Linked DNA regions of Mus musculus: region 2 is linked to region 1. Evidence: chromatin contacts called from public HiChIP or PLAC-seq data. All regions are on one chromosome and are shown on one strand. The core of a region is the stretch at or near the end of the contact, and the rest is flanking DNA. Distances in the headings are between cores, read along the strand shown.

Evidence for each region. HiChIP or PLAC-seq counts read pairs in DNA pulled down with a chosen protein or histone mark.
Region 2: a contact with region 1 is called in an H3K4me3 HiChIP or PLAC-seq map of the 230-238 cell line, with 12 read pairs. The contact joins the enhancer-like site here to the promoter of Itgb2l in region 1. A contact is called at or near these places in 2 of 39 promoter capture datasets (the C10 cell line and embryonic stem cells), 2 of 115 datasets of contacts at active chromatin or transcription factors (the 230-238 cell line and large pre-B cells) and 4 of 9 other capture datasets (adipose tissue, embryonic stem cells, liver and 1 more).

Annotation. Positions count from the first base shown.
Region 1 is chr16:96,442,296-96,445,532 of GRCm38.p6, forward strand. It overlaps Itgb2l (integrin beta 2-like), which reads right to left and starts at 1,319. Exons shown (of 16, transcript NM_008405.3): 1 at 1,245-1,319. All of the region lies in intron 2 of Gm32358 (a long non-coding RNA gene), which reads left to right. It also overlaps a transcript of Igsf5 not described here.
Region 2 is chr16:96,622,979-96,626,117 of GRCm38.p6, forward strand. All of the region lies in intron 28 of Dscam (DS cell adhesion molecule), which reads right to left. Among named protein-coding and RNA genes, the nearest start is that of Gm32509, 94 kb to the right of the region's middle. Within about 2 kb of position 1,748, at least 68 of the 459 cell types and tissues checked have an H3K27ac peak or open chromatin away from gene starts, as enhancers often do. A contact at or near this core is called in the 230-238 cell line, where this site is marked.

The DNA of each region.
Region 1 (3,237 bases), core at 69-2,568:
ACTTCTGGAAGGACAGCAGTATAGGGACCCAGTCCTACAGTAGGGATGAGCCAATCTCTGGGGTGGTGATGGGGGCAGGAGGTAGGCTACAGAGTTGAGATCCTATAAGATCCCAGAAGAGCCCAGGAACCAGAGGCATGATTTCAGCTTTCCTTTTGCCTGCCAGATACCTTGAGAACAGCTCTTATAAGCTGACCATGGTGGGGAGGCTAGCCCCATCTGGACCAGAATCCCACACCAACATTGTTCCCTTAAACATAATGCTTACTTAGCATGACATCTACCAGGACAGACCTTTTAAAACCTGAGCACCGGGGGAGTCACGTGATAATACCCCAGGAAAGGCACATGCTGGACACACATGCTTACTTCACATATATATTCTCTATGTACAGACTACAGACATGTATACACACACCACACAAACACATATGTGTAATGCATACACATGAGCATGTACATGCATGTCACACATATCACACACACACACACACACATATATATATACTACACAGACATAATTGTACATGCACATAGACAAGGCATGTGCATGCAAGCTGCTCACTTCACATGTACACATGTACATAGCACACGTGCACACATGCACAAACAGACATGCTTATCACTTAGATACAGTTCCCCACCTAAGTCTGGAAGAAAATTCATTGGAGAGAGAGGTGTAAAGAGAGATGGACATTAGCTGAGCAGGAAGAGGCAGACATAGCTCACGCCTGCACATGTCCCTAGGAATTTTCCCAGTCACATCTGAATCCTCCATCTCCAGCCTGGGGCTTGGAAGCCCTCCCCCAAGAGGGTTCTCCCCATCTCTGCTGGGTCTTGCAGCCACCAAGTCTCTGGAGGCCCAGATAGTGTATGAGATAGTAAACCCAAAGCTGTAGGCCTGTGCATCTGTGCCTACTCTATGCCAGCCTGACCCCATGTCCCCAGCCATGGGTGTGACCCCATGTCCCCAGCCATGGGTATGACCCCATGTCCCCAGCCATGGGTGTTCCTATCACACTCCAGGGTTCTGCCTGAAGGTTTCATGGTGCCTCTACTTGATGGGTATCAGTACACATAGCTGTCAATTAGTTTTCTTCCAGACACCATGGACTAGGGTTATGAAGAGGCCACAGGATCCACTCCATGAGTGGGGTCAGATAGACCCTTTTTCCTGCTGCTTGGGAAAGACTAACACTGAGATGTCCTCTTAAGAGTCACAGGGACACAGGGCCCCCACTCACCACTTTGCTCCCTGGAGGCCTTGGCTCAGAGAGGCTGGAGATTCTTCAGCTCCTTATAGCTCTCTGGACGCTTGTGGCAGACACACCTTATGAGTCTGGTGCTTCCTCTTCTGTCAGCTCCTGGGAGGAAGTGGAGTGACCTGTGGCTGGTTGCTCTACTCATGGAGCCTCAGTTACCTCAGCCCTCTGCAGCACAGTTGCTCTCAGCGGCTACAAGGTAGGAGTGGGACTTTACAGTGATGAAGCATTCTCATAGACCAGAGGGCAGAAGGGCAGCTGCTTGGGACAGCACTCTCTGGAGACATGGGAGAATTCCCCAACATGTCAAGGATGGGTAGGGATCGATCCAGAGCTCAGTGAGCAGGGGCTGGCTCTGGAAGATCCCTGCTCCAGACGGGGACGGTCTGAGCATCAGGCAGAGAGTATCAACCCATGAAGACAGCACAGCTCAGCTGGTTCCCTTCTCTCTTCCCATCTCCACCCTCCAGTCTGAGAGCAGACTGCAGTTTCTTTGGCCTTCTGATGTAGATGAAAGATCAGCAACCCCCCAGGATTCCTGCAGGGCTTCAGGCCCAGTTAGAACTGCTGAGCAGCTAGCCTCATGGACTGAGCAGCTATCAGTGTGTAGACAGCCATTGAGGCCTACTGTGTGAATCCGTCTAATGAATTTCCTTTTATTGCATAGACGCATCCCATTGATTCTTTTCCTCTTGAAAGCCTTGGCTGACACCACACAGACTGTATGATGCCCTGGACTACACTTTCAAACATCATTACATTTTTCGCTACTGAAAACTCTTAGTCCCAAAGAGTTAATAAACACAGTGTTTAAGAGATCCCTAAAATTAAAACCGATGATCAGACCCAAAGGAGTCCATTTCTTTGTAGTTATAAAAATGATCACACTTTGTATTTTATAAAAATATGTGCTTACAGGATTTATGTGTCTTCTGTCTTCTGTCCAGGTTTATAAATGACTCAGCTTAGCCTGAGTCCTTGGAGCTTTGATTCTTATAAACACCATAAACAGTAACTTTATTATGTTCTTTCCAAACTTTTAATTTCTTTCCCCTGCTTTATGAAATGATGGGCCAAGGTCCAAATCCTGATAAAATTCTGGAGTTCTTATGCTAACACATTGCTTTGTTGTTGAGCACGTGTTCTTTTTCACAGAGAATTTAAAATCTAAAACAAGGACACAAAAATTAAGCTGTCTTCCTTCAAGTCTGCTGCCGGCCTGCCAGTCCTATCATCTGTCTGCCTGCCTGCCTATCTATCTATCTATCTATCTATCTATCTATCTATCTATCTATCATCTGTATCTGTCTATTTTTAATCAATTATCTATCAAGCATCTATCTATCTATCTATCTATCAATTAACCATCTACCACAGTCAATCACCTATTTATCATCTATCTACCTATCAATCACTGACCTATTTATATCTATCTATCTATCTATCTATCTATCTATCTATCTATCTATCTATCTATCTTTATCTATCATCTATTAATCTATCAATCTATCTTCTATCAATCACCTATCAATCAATCATCTATCTATCTATCTATCTATCTATCTATCTATCTATCTATCTATCTATCATCTGTATCTGTCATCTATCTTCTATAAATCAATCACCTATCATCTATCAATCAATTATCTATATTATCTATCTGTTATCTATCTTCTATCGATCAATCATCTATCTATCATCTATCTTTCATCTATCTATCTATCTATCTATCTATCTATCTATCTATCTATCTATAATTTATCCATGTATCTATCTGCCTGTCTACCTACCTATCTATCATCAATCCTTTCTTTGCTAATGCAGTCCTCCATGCTCTTTGGATTTGCGTAGATGTGGTAACTGAGCCTGCTTATAATCCTCTCTGTTAATAAATATATCACAAGAAGTAGAAGGGCTCATGATACATTGCAATTCCCTCTTCCGATGGCTACAGTGTTGACTTGTGTTAGTCAGC
Region 2 (3,139 bases), core at 498-2,997, 180 kb after region 1:
CAGTCAAGAGATTTGTATTAAGTTTAAATTTCAGTAGACAAAGGAGATTCAGAACATATATACACTTATAATAGGTGGGATCAATAATGATCAGTCTTGAGAAAGCTACCATTTCTTGGGTAAGGGTGAGAATGACCTTAAAAAGGGACATTCAGACAATGAAATATATAGTTATACATTATATATCTCTATCTATCTATCTATCTATCTATCTATCTATCTATCTATCTATCCATCTTTCACCTGACTATCTATCTATCTATCTATCTATCTATCTATCTATCTATCATCTATCATATGCCTATCTGTTTGTCTATCTATCCATTTATTTACCTACCTATCATCTACCTACCCATCTATCATCTGACTATCTATCTATCTATCTATCTATCTATCTATCTATCTATCTATCATCTATCTATAGTGAGGATAGCAGGGGAGGAAGCCTGTGAACAGCTGGGCACTGGATGGTGGCTTCACTAACAGATCTTTATTGATATCTGGTATCCTTTTGTTTTTCTTCTACTGACAAGCCATAGCCTTGTTAGCATCTCCAACATCACTTTGATTTTCCTAGCTGAGCACTATTTTGAAATAGAGAGAAAAAAACTCAGTCACTAAAATAATTTTATCTCAAAATTTGTGTACCAGAAAATTACTCTGAGAGTGAATTCTCAAGTAATGGAGGAAGTAGGTGGTAGATCTGCCTGGCGTAATCACAGCTCCGAGCTAAACCTTCATGCTGAACAGCCGACAGAGGCCTTAATTAGCAATCCACTTAGGGGTGGTTCAGTCTTTCATACAGATGTGCTAGATGTTAAAATGTTTTCCGAAGCACCCCCTTGCAAATGGAAGGCATTGGGATCCTTCAGTGAAGCTGTCTATGGTAGGCCTAAGTCCAGGGGCAGAATCTTCAAAATCTCTCAGGGTGATTTCGAGAATCAGGTTCACCTGATGGTTCCCTGACTTTACTTCCTTCCTTCTTCCTTCCCTCTCTTCTAGTGTCTGTCTGTCCATCATGCTTGTGCCTGTGTGTGTGTGGAGTTAACATTGGGTGTCTTTCCTCAATATCTCCTTAACTTATATTTTTTGAGATAGTGTCTGGTTGAAGCCAGTGCTACCTGTCTAGGCTAGGCTAGTTACCCAGCAGGTATCCAGTGACTCTGACCCAGGTAGGTACACCTGACTTTTTATATGGGTGCTTGGGATTTGAACTTTGGTTCCAGTACTTGTATGGCAGGCTCTTTACCACTGATCCATCTCCCTGGTCCCATTTGTTCCTTATGTTCAAGGGAGAGCAAGGTCTACATGGTGCACTTAAAGTGCTTTTCTCTCCAAGACCTCTGTCTCCTTAGCTCTTTCTCACCTACTCTTAAACCAAGTGGCTGATGGAACTCATCCAAACACCATGTCCATTTGAGAAAGCCCTGTATGCTGCCTGTGGAAGCCCAGGTTACAACTGGATATTTTATGACACCTCTCTTCCTGCGAATGTAAACAAAGCACCCCACAAGCAAAGCTATATTCCGAAGGTTCACTGCTCCTCCGGGTGCTTCATCTCCAACCACATTTCTTGCTCTACAGACTCGTAACTGGGACATATACCCCAATCATGCTAATTATGAGCAGCCCACATTCAACCCTTTTGGCCTGTTCCCCCCCCCCCCCCCGCATGGTCTCTATACACTTGCAAATTATTTCACTTCCTATTGCACTCATGGTTAAAAAAGAAGAAGAAGAAGAAAGGGAACCAGTGCAGAAATTCACACAGTGGCAGTTGAGGTCCCTGGGGGATGATGTGCTGCTGCCATATGCTTCTACCCTCTGACTTTCCACAGAAACACACGGGCAGCCTCTATCCTGTGAATATCCAACAGACCCGTTCAGAAGCCATGGAGGACTCAAGAATGTCCTTGTGCCAAAAATAGAAACCGGAATGGTTCCTTCACCTTAAGAATAGTTATGAGGAAGCAGCTGGTCTGACAGGCTCTGAGCACCAGGAACAGGTTACACTCAACTGACAATGAAGGATCCCTGTCTCAGGGACATAGGAAACAAGCTAAGTAACCGCTGTGAAGACTCTGCTGGCATGGGACAATGACACTGTGTGACAAGGACAGTGAGGAAGTGAGGGCTAGAGGGAGAGTCCCATATCTTCAGAGAAGATGATGCCAGGCCCCACAGTGGAAAGGCAAGCAAATGGCTCAGTGAACCTTGAGACCCAGACCCTTGCCAGTGAGGCCCCTGTCTGTACTTCCTGTTCCCTTTGGAGAGAGCTGATCCCCTGCCCTGCCCCCCTGCAATGTCCTTGTGATGCCTGCTTAGCAACCATCTTTTCAGTAGGCCAGGTTGGCCCTGCGGGGGAATACCTCCTGTCCTAGCCCCATTCTCTACTTAATTTAGTTTTCTTGGCACCGTCTCTAGCATATGTTTAATCAAGTCAATTAAACATATGTAATTGGCTTATCTTATTCATTATCTGTCTCTCCCACTGGAATCACATCTCCACAGGGATAGACGCATCTGCTCTGGTCCTTACGAGTCCCCAGAACAGCAGGTGGCCAGAGGAGGTACTCAATAAGTATTAAATGTGTCATGTTATCTTGTGTGACAGGCTATAAACTTAGTAACCTTAGTCCCAAAGACTTTGCCGTGGTTGATAACCTTCCTGGTCTAAAGGGCTAAGATCCAACTAAGGTGTTTCATGATATTAATATTTATGGCCATGCTTGGGTTTTCTATTGTTTAACATACAAAGGATGATCCTCAAAACCTATTACCATTGGTCATTATAGTCACAGGAAAACGTTAAACAATGTAATTAGTAGAAACCTATTTGCAACCTACAGGACTCTAAATGTTTTTAAATGTGGAAGCAAAATGACAATATAAGATTACATAGCACAGGACTCAGCTGAATGTGTTAGCTATCAAAATATGACCTCTGACTAGCCATTCGACGTTTTGCCACTGTTTGATTAAAACAGCAGTGGCAGGGAAAGTGGAGGGAACTTTATAAGACACTGTCTTCCTGTGTCATCCTGTGAGTTTGTTACCACTATGATTCTTCAATTTCTTATATGAGTGTGTATATAAATGTGTGTCTGTATCTATTAGTGGGTATGTGTGTGTCTGTGTA